Regions from separate parts of the Nothobranchius furzeri genome. Here region 2 is linked to region 1. A link is a contact called in public Micro-C data. All regions are on one chromosome and are shown on one strand. The core of a region is the stretch at or near the end of the contact, and the rest is flanking DNA. Distances in the headings are between cores, read along the strand shown. Region 1 holds the start of rabggta (Rab geranylgeranyltransferase subunit alpha). Region 2 holds the start of impact (impact RWD domain protein).

Region 1 (3,494 bases), core at 878-3,377:
AGGGAGCTGGAGCTCGTGAACAGCTTTAAGGAAACCCTCCAGGGGCTGCAAGCTGACATCAGGAGGGGTTCAAAAACCAAACCCCTCAGTAAGTATTAAACAAGGAGCTCATCAACTCACCATAAAGGGCATTAAATGGATAAAATGTTTTTACTATGTCTGATAGTTGGTGATAAGACCATCAGAAAGAAGAAACATGAAAAGGAGGAAAACTTAGATGCAAAAATCAGTGAGGAAATTGAAAAGCTGGACAAGGTCATAAGATCTACAGATACTTACAGCAGCATGGACTTCGTGACTGATTGTAAGTATTGAATGATTTCACCAACCCGTAGCATTCACAGTTATGTGAACAATTAACAGATTTTAAATACTTTTGCTTCCTTTCCAGTCAAAAAGGAAAGTACTACACCATCCATCTTTCAGTTTTATCCTAAACAAACACAACCAGCCAGCGGTTTCCACAAAGTTCTGGGTTGGCTGTCCCAACTGAAGGTCAGCACAAACACAAACAACCAGCTGACCCTCAACTTCTCTGAGACAACTGGGTATGGGTCTGTGCTGCATGCATTTGACCCATACCCAGATCCAAACTCAAGTTTCTCTCATTGCAGCTAATTCACAACAAAAAGGCTGTATGCGCTCGTGTGCGCGCACACACGCACACACACACACACACACACACACACACACACACACACACACACACACACACACACACACACACATACAGAGTAGACCAAGCTGATGAAGGATGCCCACCAGACTCTGGTTGTTTCATTCATGTAGAACAACATCATTATACAATAATGAATAAGAAGTAAACAGTAGAAACAGAAAAGGATTTTTCTGGTTTCTGCTTTAGAAGGGGACCCATCATTTTTAGATTTGTATTAATTTTCTGATTAGGATGGATTTAGCAAGACAATACAATAAGATCTGTTTTAAATGTAACATAATGTATGATGAACATGACTCTCTTTTCTGTTTTGAATGATTGTAATATGAAGGTTTCATTATCATTGTACATGTGGAATGTAGAAGGAATACTGCACTTAGCAACAGGAATAGAAAAATCTAAATATGGCAAATTTTTCTTCATTTTCAAAAGAAAAGAAACCAAACATAATAGAAATTAAATCTACACTCATAGATCTACAACATGATCATTTTTAAGTAAGCAAATTTTAGTTTTTTTACGACATCAAAAAGAAATAATTGTAATGGAAAACCAGTTTTCCCGATCTAAACCAGACATCAGCAGATTCCTCAAAACAAGTGTTTTTGATCATTTGTACTTATAAATTATCGGAAACTGTATCTTGTGGGTTATTGTTTTAAAAATGTTATTGTCTGAAATAAACAAAAGTAAAATGTGTGTGTGTGTTTTGTGTGGTTCACTGGTTCATGTAACTAGCACAATTATAATAATTTGTAATAACATTTTGGATGGATAACTGAACGTGTTCATTTTATTCCTTTCTTTTATTGACTTTTCTTCAACAGAATCTTTGCAATCAAATGTTTTGATGCTAGGAATAATCAGAAGGGTGAAACACATTTGTTTAAGTCTTCGTTGCTTTTTATAAATATACATGGATGTGCTATGTTTTAATTTCTGTAACAGGGTAAATTCTGGTTTACGAACAAATAAAAACACATTGGCAGGTAGCAAAACCTGACAATTCTTTAACAACGAAATTTGAATATTTCTTTTCATTTTGGTATTTCAAAAATAGGAATTTTAACTTAGCAGCTTTTACACAAGAAAATGTCTTTACACCGCTGACATGAAAAGCAGTAGATCACTTTAAAAACGGGAAAACTTTCAGCATTTATTCTCTAAAAGTTGATGTTATGTGACATAGTCATTGTGATTGTGACATTGACATTGTTCTACAAAAAATATGCATTTCAATGAATGAATGAATGAATGAATAAATAAATAAATATTGTGGTTGTTTTCCTTCCATAACTCTAAAGTAGACTTTTTTGAGAGCAAAACATAATGAATGCAATGTTTTAGCTCCTAGAAAGATTTTCACTCAGCAGTAGCCGTGCTTACACATGTGCTCCACTAGAGGGCAGCAGACGTCTTCTCTCCGTGGCTAACGGTGATTACGAAGCATCTACGTCATTTTCATGAGACGGCAAAGAGGACAGTTGTAGTCATTAGGCAAACCTGACATGACGAATCAATTTACACTGTGATAAAACGTCTTCTTCTCCTAAAGCCAAGCCAGGTGGGTGCTTTGTTGGATAAATGATGCTGTTTTCGGTGTCTCGCCCTGCGAGTTCCTTATTCTCAGCTGGTTAAAACGTGCTGCCTTTACTGAGGCGTTAAAGAGTCCAGCCCATTGTAGAGACCTCCGAGCAGCCTCCTGTAGGAGACTCAGAGCTGTTTATTATCTGCATTTAAACTCATCTGAACTGTATGCAAGTTTAAACAAATGCGCAAAGACTTAACCTGCCATTCTCACAGTTTCTATATTTATTGTGTCATTTGAATCGAGATTCAGGCCTAATCCCTCTGTCTCTCCCTGGATGTAAACAGATCTCTGAACAAGTGTCATCCAGCAGCAGCGATGGTGAGACGTTTATCTATTTCTTTTTATGCTCGTTTTTGTCAACATTTCGTACGCTTACTAGACGTTTTACCAGTTATTAGTCTTACAATATTTGGATTTTCTCAAATCCAAACGGGTTTTGTCGTGTCTGTTGCATCTCTCAAAGGTTTTGGTTTATATTCAGGTGATTTTAATGAGGCAGGAGCAGAGGTCTACTATTTCCTGCTGTTTTCCAAAGTTAAACATGTTGCTTGTGTATTTAAACTGGCCGTTGTTTTGTCTAACAAGCAAGAGTCTGATCCCATCAGATTATGTCTTCTTTCTTTGTTTTACTTTTTCAATAAAAACAAGTTATTTGCATTGAGCAGTAAATGTTAGCTCTTAGTCTTTAAAAGATTTCTATTTTTGTTGTTGTTTTTTACACCTCTTAATTTGTCAGTTTACCATGTTTTCTGCCAGGTGCAACACTTAGTAAAGATTAAATACACCGTTAGATTAGGCCAAAGTAACTGAAATAATATTCGTTCATGCCACAGCTGATATATGGTGTTATCTGCTTCCATGACAAGTCCTCTTCCTGCCGTTTACCATCTTTGGTGTGTTTTTCCAGCATGGACGTGTGAAGGTTAAAACCACAGCCCAGCAGGAGGAGGAGAAGAGAAAAGAGCGAGAGAAGAAGCTAAAGATTTACGTGGCTGCACGTGACGCCTGCTTTGCTAAGGTTCTTTCTGCCGCTCCCCATGCTTAACATGTGACTGTGTAGACAATCTGAGAGAGTTTGCGGTTTGTTCTTTTTTAATCAAACTGTTATAAGGACAAACAATAAACTGCAGTGTGGTCCTCCATATGCTTACAAACAAAATCTGTTTCTTAAAGGGGTTAAATTCACTAAATAAGGACTCTGTAGGTTTGTGTCCACTGTTGGTT
Region 2 (3,138 bases), core at 146-2,645, 240 kb after region 1:
TTATTTGCATTGCTTGGAAACCCTAGTGAGTTATTGAGACAGTTCCTTGGTGCGTAACAGAGAAATAAGTTAGCATCAAAAAGGCAGAGAATGAAGGGTTTAAGCTTAAGACAATTTTTTTTTGTTTTTGTTTTTTTTTTGTGAGAGAGATTTATCTGCCATTAAATCTGCTATCGGCCTTTCTTTAAAGTTTTATATCGGTATCAATATCGGTTCCAAAAAAAGCATATCGGTCGGGCCCTACTTCAAATTGTGTTTTTCTTTTTGGGACTCTGGTAGTTTGTCCTAAAGTTGAAGCGGTAGCAGCCGGCTATTTCTCCTTCTCTGATATTATTGAGCGGAGAACCTCTCACACCAGTGGTGTTCTGTTGCTAAATACGCGAGTGCGTAATAAATGGAGGACCTTGGGAAGTGCGGGGTTTCAGTGAAACTGACAACCAGATGGTCCAATATTTCCTGTCAAAAGTGTTATTGGCAGAGGTTTTTAGACAAAGGCAAGAGAACCACTTTCTCCACAATATATTTATAGCTATACTATGTTAAAACATTGAGAGGCAAGAAAAAGATGTTTTAAGCTAACTTGTTTTCTAAATTTGCTATAGTAGCTTTAACCTCCTTTACACAAATTATGCCATTATTGCTAACAATAAGTATGTAACTGCTATTTCTCCAAACAAAGGCCGTTCATGAAACTTTCAAAACAACAGACAACTTTGAGATATAATTGTAAAATGGCCAAAAATCACTATTGCTTTTAGTGAATTTAGCTTTTAGCAGCTAAAAGCACGTCTCCCAAATGATTTAATCAATAAAAATATCTTTATTTTCTTTTTATTTTATACAAACTGGCACTTTAAAATATGTCGTTGGTATTTAAGTTTAGGGAAGAAATCTCCAGAACAGAATTACATTTAGCAGTTCTTTTATTTGAACTAGCTTAGTTTAAATTGTGCAACAAGATTCCACAAATGAAACCTACAGATTGTTTGTCAGTGCTCAGCATTATTTCTCTCCCTGTTGTGTTTTAGGTGTGGGCTGATGTGTGCCTCCAGTATTGACAAATCCGTCTGAGCCAGTGAACGCCGCCTGTTGTTGCATTAACTTACACGCTCTCTGCAGGCCATATCTAAAAACTACAGCTAACCGGAGCTGAACACAACTAATACTGATCTTTTCACTGTTTGAGGATTATAGAGTAATAAAATGTGGCTTACTTGAGCCTGCAGGTTTTCGTCATTCCCTGAGTTGACGACATTCGCCATTAAATCATGTAAATAAACGTTGGAAAATAAAAGATGAATCAGTCAATGTTTAGGAGGTATGAGTAAATTAAATACGAGGGCTGCCACCCTGGAATGAACCTCTTATTGTAAAACTACTTCCGGGTCAAAAGTAAAGCTAGGCTACGTGTTTGTTTTTTGTCTTCCGAGTGCTAATATCGATATTTGTGACCTGACAATAAACACAACATTCATACAAATAATCGACAGCCTAAATGTCGTTGTTGTAGTTATACTTGCATGCAACAAGTTGGTTTTAAATGAACAGTCTTAAGATCGTTCATGTCGCTCTTTTATTTTGAAAAGCTCAGACTAGTTCCGCTGAGAGCAGATCAGCTGATCTGTGTGTAAACAGCAGAGTAGGAGAGTCAGAAAGGTACATATTTCTCCGTGTGTGAGCCAGCTGCAGATATAACGTGGAAGTGTGTGAGTTAGTGTGTGTGAGACATAGAGAGAGGGAGCGAGAGTGATGAGTCAGTGGATTTGCGCCGCGTTGAATTCGCTGCAGTAGAGCGGCAGCAGCAGGAGGAGCAAACGGCTCCGAGGGGCTTCACACATCCCATTCAGCTCACTGAGGGCCCTGTGGACACACAGCAGGTCTGACTGGAGTCCTGGATCTCAACCCCTCTGCGCTGGAAATCTGTAAGTCGCACTTTTAGTGTTGATAAGTGAGCTACAGTCAAATATCAAGCTGTGACACCTCACAGCTGCTTCAGAAATTCACGGGTTGATGAACTTTCAAACTATTCTGAAATATGTGCACCTAAAATTAAAGCTTTAGAACTAAAAGTGTATTTAAAAGCCCTTAAGCATTACATGACTACAGCTATGTTTGAGCAACCTTTCAGATTAGGAGTCAGTTGAGTTAAAAATACTTTACATAGATTAAAACACCCCATGCAAGAGGAATGCAGCCATTAGCAGGGTCACAAGATAATGTGAAAGGTTGAAAGACAGTTCAGAGGAAACAACACATGTAAATACATTTATTTTGCATGCAATGCATAATTATTATTTGTAAAATCTTGTTGCATTATAAATATTTCAGAAATCTAGACTGCAAATTCCTTTGCTGAGCTGCATATAGACATTAAGTGGTCTTTTCTTGTTGTTTTTGCAATAGTGTATTATTCAGTATGATAAACTGCACCAGGAGTGATGCTGAAAAACTAGTTCATGCATTTATTACATCAAGACTGGATTACTGTAATTCATTACTCTCAGGAAGTCCACAGAATGTAGTTAAAAGTCTTCAGCTTGTCCAAAATGCTGCAGCTAGAGATCTGATGAGAATTAAAAAGAGAGATCATATCTCTCCTGTCTTAGCTTCCCTACATTGGCTACCTTTTAAATTCAGAATAGATTTTAAGATCCTTCTTCTCACATATAAAGCTCTTAATAATCAAGCTCCATCATACATCAGTGATCTGATTGTTCCATATGTTCCTAACCGAGCACTTCGCTCTCAGGCCTAGTCAACACCATATGTCGATGGTCCACACGTAGCCGGGTTTTTTTTAAACGAATATCCGCCCCTCCAAAAACTTGCATCCACACCACCTCGTTTAAAACAAAAACTCTGTCCACACGTACCTGGATAAATACGTTGTTAAGGACATGCCAGACCTGTAGGCGGCAGTACTTGGAGAAGCCAGGTGCCGGGCAATAGCCGTTCTTAACCTCGTCCTTCGTCTGTGGTCTTCCGCAAGGAGCAGTAATTCCGCTTGCAAAAACAAACAAGCAGAAAGCGCTTGGACAATTGATAAAGCCAGCGCAGCTCTGACGGCATCCATGATGTCGGCTAGTGTAAACACAGGTCGCACACGTGATGTCAGCATTTTTTGTCGCGGAAAGTGAC

What was found. Hi-C and Micro-C count contacts between places; a contact is called where the count stands out from the background.
Region 2: a Micro-C map of tail fin shows a contact between it and region 1, with 13 times the contacts expected there. The contact joins the promoter of impact here to the promoter of rabggta in region 1. A contact is called at or near these places in 2 of 2 Hi-C or Micro-C datasets (skeletal muscle and tail fin).

Annotation. Positions count from the first base shown.
Region 1 is chr8:40,770,270-40,773,763 of NfurGRZ-RIMD1, forward strand. rabggta (Rab geranylgeranyltransferase subunit alpha) reads left to right here and starts at 2,128. Exons shown (of 17, transcript XM_070554040.1): 1 at 2,128-2,243; 2 at 2,555-2,588; 3 at 3,178-3,288. The coding sequence starts at 2,586. It also overlaps the pseudogene LOC139071406.
Region 2 is chr8:41,010,460-41,013,597 of NfurGRZ-RIMD1, forward strand. impact (impact RWD domain protein) reads right to left here and starts at 1,396. Exons shown (of 10, transcript XM_054730041.2): 1 at 1,215-1,396. The coding sequence starts at 1,262. It overlaps osbpl1a (oxysterol binding protein-like 1A), which reads left to right and starts at 1,576. Exons shown (of 29, transcript XM_070554037.1): 1 at 1,576-1,922.